Linked DNA regions of Sus scrofa: region 2 is linked to region 1. A link is a contact called in public HiChIP or PLAC-seq data. All regions are on one chromosome and are shown on one strand. Each heading gives the region's core, a stretch centred on a gene start, on an enhancer-like site or on the middle of the called end of the contact. The rest is flanking DNA. Distances are from core to core; before and after follow the strand shown.

The links. HiChIP or PLAC-seq counts read pairs in DNA pulled down with a chosen protein or histone mark.
Region 2: a contact with region 1 is called in an H3K27ac HiChIP or PLAC-seq map of alveolar macrophages. The contact joins the promoter of DNMT3B here to the enhancer-like site in region 1. A contact is called at or near these places in 2 of 5 promoter capture datasets (fetal liver and liver), 28 of 47 Hi-C or Micro-C datasets (alveolar macrophages, blood, brain and 15 more) and 2 of 2 datasets of contacts at active chromatin or transcription factors (alveolar macrophages and skeletal muscle).

What each region holds. Positions count from the first base shown.
Region 1 is chr17:36,279,640-36,282,339 of Sscrofa11.1, reverse strand. The region is part of intron 6 of COMMD7 (COMM domain-containing protein 7); the gene reads left to right. Among named protein-coding and RNA genes, the nearest start is that of COMMD7, 44 kb to the left of the region's middle. Within about 2 kb of position 1,254, at least 39 of the 83 cell types and tissues checked have an H3K27ac peak or open chromatin away from gene starts, as enhancers often do. A contact at or near this core is called in alveolar macrophages, epiblast stem cells, fetal liver and 7 more, where this site is marked.
Region 2 is chr17:36,344,451-36,347,150 of Sscrofa11.1, reverse strand. DNMT3B (DNA methyltransferase 3 beta) reads right to left here and starts at 1,335. Exons shown (of 23, transcript NM_001348900.1): 1 at 1,022-1,335.

The DNA.
Region 1 (2,700 bases), core at 5-2,504:
ACTCCTATCCATGAGGATACGGGTTTGATCCCTGGCCCTGCTCGGTGGGCTAAGGATCCGTGTTGCCTTGAGCTGTGGTGTAGATCACAGACACGGCTCAGTTCTGGTGTTGCTGTGGCTGTGGTATAGCCTGGCAGCTGCAGCTTCAATTTGACCCCTAGCCTGGGAACTTCCATGTGCCATGGGTGCGGCCCTAAAAAAAACCCCCAAAACAAACAGAAAACCCCCAACAGATTATACTTTTTTCTGAGTACCAGACTAATATATCCAAATGCAATAAATACTCTGTAGGACAAGCTCCCGGAAGCACAAAGGCTGGGCTGGTGGGTGTTAGCAGTTTACATGTAGGCAGGTGACTTCTAAGTCTCTTTCCAAAATAATTTGCACTCCCTTTTTGGTTCAGAGAAACATAAACACCGAGATGAGACTGGGTGGGTCACTTCCCCTGCAGTGTTCTGTCCATAAAATGAAGGGGCTGGACTTAGGAAAAAAAAGAAAAGAAAGGAAGGAAACCAATCTTCTTTGAATAGCATGGCTCCTGCTTTGCGCTCAGAGGTGGGTGTGGTGAGACCCACCTGGGGCTGAGCCGCCAAAGGCTTGATGAGGTCGCACAGCTGGTGGGTCTTCCCAAGCCTGGCTGATCGCCACACCCTTCGCTGCCCACGACCCCACCCTCCTCCCCAGCTTCTTCATCCAGTCCACTGACAAACAGCTCTGCGTAGCCGCCAGGGCCAGGCTCTCTGCACCACGTAGGGGAGGCCGCAGGAGCAAAAGCAGGTCTGTCCCTGCCCACTTGAAGCCTCTCACGACTAAATGCGTGCTTGCGAACAGAACTGAAAGGTCAGGGCAGGAGGCACGGAGAAGGGTGGGGTAGGGCGAGGGGAGCCCGCACTCGCCTGGACACAGCCTCTGTCTTTATTCTGAGGGCTTGGGTGACAGGCATGGGGGTGACTGAGTGAAAGATCAAGCCAAAAGACCAGTGTGTGCTTCGGAAGCTGCCATCTGAATCTCCCTGGTGTCACATGTCCCTTGGAGCCCCCACCTGGGCCTCTGGGCCTGCCATGTGGGGAGCCTGTGGCCGTTGAGCCCAACTCCAGCAGCCGGGTCTGAAGAGCTGGCCACTTCCGCCCTCTGCTGTCCCTGTGGTTGGAGGCAGGGGCCGGGACACCTTGGGCCAGTGTGGAGGGGAGCGGCAGAGGCAGCTGCCCTGCCCAGGAGGGGCTGGCCCAGGAGGGGCCGGGGCCTCCTAACTCCCAGCTGGTCTGTGGTTCTGAGGGCCGGCTCAGCCTCTTCCTGCCATCTGTCCCAGCCCAGGCTCCGTGGGAAGGAAACTTTCCAGGGCTTCTCCCCACCTCCCTCCCCACTTCCTCCCCCCCAGCCCCCCCACTGTGAGATGGGACCAACCAGGCCTCCTGCCAGAGGGGTTAGGGGGCTGGGCAGCTTCTTTTGCGGACACTGCTCAGCCCTCATTCCTGTGGGTGTCCGTTCTTCCCTTCCCAATTCCCTTCCCAACAGCGTGTGCCAGTCCCCTACCCCCTGCCAGTACCAGTTAGATGCGGGGACAGAGAGGGGTGGGTGGGACACCCCTGCGGTCTGGAGCTCAGAGCCCGGAGGGAAGATCTAGAGCCAGCCTGGTGGAGTGAGAGGAGCACATTTCTAGAACCATATGTGCTAAGTGCTGCAGGCTGGAAGGAAGAGGGGGAGGGCAGGGCAGTGGTCAGAGGAGGAAGAGTCCATGGCTTCCTTCCCTGGACTTCCAAGCACAAGGTCTGGTGTGTCGAGAAATGGGGCGGGGCTGGGGGGAAGCAAGGCGCGCGCGCGCACACACACACACACACACACACACACACCCACACACACGTTGTGGTCCATTTCCCCCACAAAACTAAAGCTCTTTAATTTGAAGGACTGTTCTTTATTCTGAGATGATGGCCTTCCTGGTTTTTGGTGTTTTCCTGTCCTTTCTGGAAGACAGTCTGTTGTTTGCATTTTATTGTGGCTAAAGAGAACATGAGTTCTGCTCTCTTAATGGTACGTGTGTGGTACAGTATCATTACCTGGATGCCCAGTGCTGCCCAGCAGGTCCCTCCAACTTACTCCCCTGGCCTAACTGAAACTCTACCCACACTGACTAGCAACTCCCCACTTCCTCCCCCGCACCTCCACCCCAGCCCCTGGCAGCCACTCTTCTACTTTCTGTTTCGATGCGTCTGCTCTGGATACCTCATCTGCTCTACATACCTCACGGACGTGGACTCAGGCAGTGCTTGTCCTTCTGTGACCAGCTCATGTCACGTAGCATAACGGCCTCAAGTTTTCGTCCGCATTGTTAGCATAGGACAGGACTTCCTTCTTTTTCATGGCTGAATAACATTTCATCATCTGTATGGACCACGTTTTCTCTCTCATTCATCCACCAGTGGATGTGTAGGTTGACAGTGCTGCAGTCAACATGGGAATGCAAATATATTTTTGAGATCCTAACTTCAGTTCTTTTGGCTATATACCCAGAAGTGGGATTGCTAGATCATACGGTAATGCTATATTTAATTTATTTTGAGGAACCTCCATACCGTTTTCCCTAACAGCTGCACCATTCTGCATTCCCACCCGCAGTGCACAAGGGTTCTCTTTTTCGTATCCTCCAACACTGAACACTTGTTAACATTGTCTTGTTGATGCCTCCTTGTGGTTTTGATT
Region 2 (2,700 bases), core at 86-2,585, 65 kb before region 1:
GCCCCTCCCAGTCACAGGTGAGGACTCCAGCAGGGAAAACCCAGGCCCAGGAGCAATTCTCTGCTGCTAACTTGCTAAGTCGGCAGGCTCTGCCCCAGCTTCCACTTTTTCCCCTGCAAAGTGGGAGAACCACGCACCCTCTCTCACCAAACAACCACAGGGACACCAAGATAGTGCTGGAGGTTTTCACGCCTCAGTCTGCAAGTTTGGGGGGTGGGACCAGCTTGCCTCTGGAAGAGTGGAAAATGGAAAGTGAGCCCCCAGGGCAGGCAGCGTGGTCAGAGCAGGAAGGCGCCGCCCCGGGCCGGCTCCTCCCCGGCCAGGTGTGCACAGGGGGGAGAAAGGAACCTCTCCCGAGGGCATCTCGGCAGCCCCGCGGATCCTTACTCTCCACAGCTCATCCCGCGAGGACCCAGCGAGCCCGCTCGTCTGGCGCACGCCCCCGGTACGCGCCAACACCCTGGCCCACCTGCTCGCCCGCACCCACGCCCCCTAACTCTTTCCTAGCCCAGGGAAGGCGGGCAGCTATCTCGGCTGAAACGCCAGTTCCAAGATGTAATGGACGGACACTCACTTCCTTGGCAGGACTATTTTCTATTCCGTTCCCCTCCCCAAGGAAGCTTCCCCTAAAGCTGATGCCAGGTAAGATCACACGCCCCATTTACTCCACTTCTCAATGGGTCACCTCCTCCCCTCGGCTCTAGACCCCAGGAAGGCCGCCAGTCCCCCTCCCTGGGGACGAACTTCTCTCCTCGGGAACACAGCAAGTATCCCTTCCACTCATATTCCTCTAAGACACATGCCCCCGCCCATTTTGTCCCCCCAGCCCGCTTCCCAGATAGGGTCAAAGACCTCTCCTCCCCAATCATGCCTGGTCTCCAGCCGGATGGGAGCTGCCTCCCTAAGAGGTCCCGAGACGGGATCCCTCCTTGCAGTCTCGGTGTCCCTCCTCTGCCCCCTCCCCCACCAACCCACGGAGTCCTCGGGCTGGTGAGCCTCCCCGGGGCCACCGGACGCTCACCTGCCGAGAGCCTGACTCGGGCGCGGCTCCGCGGTCGAGCCGCGGGTCGGGGCAGGCTGGCGGGAGGCCGGCGGGCGGCCGAGCAGAGCGCTCGGCTCGCGAATCTCCTGCGCCGATCGCCGAGCTACGTTTACTTGGGCCCCTTAACCCCCGCGCTGCCGGCCGGGCGCGGCCGCACGCTCGCCCGCCTGCCAGTGAGCCGGTGGCGTCCGTCGGGGGGCGCTCGGGGCGTCCACGCGGGCCGCGGCCGCCGGGCTGGGGGGGCGGCTGCTGCGAGGAAGAGACGCAGACCAAACCTGGCAGCAGGAGTGGGTGGGGAGGGGGCGGTGCCGAGTCCCCTTGTAACCCCGGCCCGGCAGTCGCTCCGCCCCCGCCCGGGGGCGCCCCCGCCACAGCCACTCAGAACCGCGCCTCTGGCGCGGGGGGCGGGGGGCGGGGACGAGGGAAATTTGAAATCACTCGGGAGCCTCCCCCTCCGCCCCTCCTCCACAGGCACCGCCTCCTGGCCCCCCGGCTGGTTAAATCACCACCCGGATAACAGGCCCTAGAGGGGAGCCCGCAAAGGTCCTTCTACGCTAGAGACTCCTCCTGGGGCCCCCTTCTTCCCGCTCGCCTACCCCGACCGGCGACGCTTAGCTTTGGCTGTGGGGGGCCCAGAGAAGGAAGCGCCCCCACTGGAGTCGCACAGCAGCAGCAGGTTCTGCCCTTAGTCCCCCAGCTCCAGCCGCAATGCCACATGGGCGCTGCGGTGCCCCCGCCAGCCCTGGACCCTGGGACAAGTCCTTCCTTCCTCCCACCCACCCGGCTGGCCCTTCGTCAGCCATCTTGAGGGGAGGAGAGGGGAGGGGGAGCAGAGGAGTCAGGGCCCTCAGGTTCCTGGCTGAGTTCCTGGGGTACAGCTGGCATCATCCGAAGGAGAAGCCCCACTCTGTTAGCAGGTCTCTTCCTCCTGTGCCCTTAAAGGGGCATTGAAGTAATGGAAAAGAGCACTTCCTAATATTTCTCACAGCTGGTATTTACACTTAGAGTATTTCCTTATCTGTTTGTGTGTCCCCAGGTATCCGACTGTGAGGGCAGGGTCTCATGTGTCTCAGCCCACACATCATAGATGCTCAATAAATGTCTGTTGAATGAATGAAAAAACAAATAATGACGACATGATGGCCTGCAAGGCACTCTATGAACTGGCTCCTACCTGCCTTCCCAGGCATCTCCTAATCCTCTCCCCTCCCTCACTTTAATCTCTCCCCTCTCTGCTGTTTCTCAGACTCTGCTGTTTCTCAGACTCATCAAGCATGTTAATGGGTGTTCTTTGCCCAAATCTCTGCACCATTCAGCTTTCTCCCAAAATGTTAGCTTCTGGAAAGACTTTTTCTGACTATCCCACCTGAAAGGTCTAGTCTCTACTTCACAATTTCATTCTCTTTGTAGCACTTACAGCTATCTGAAATCTTTTTTGCATAACTCCTTGTTTATATCTTTCTGATTCTTGTTTTTCACACACACACACACGTACAGTACACACAATACTCCATGAGGACAAAACTACATGTCTGTCATGTTCCAAGCTCTATTTCTAGTTCCTACAGGAGGAGTTCAATAGAAGTTTGTTGAATGAATGAATGAATGAATACAGATTTCCTGCCTCCTGGATGCTATCTCTTTGAATGAAACCACAG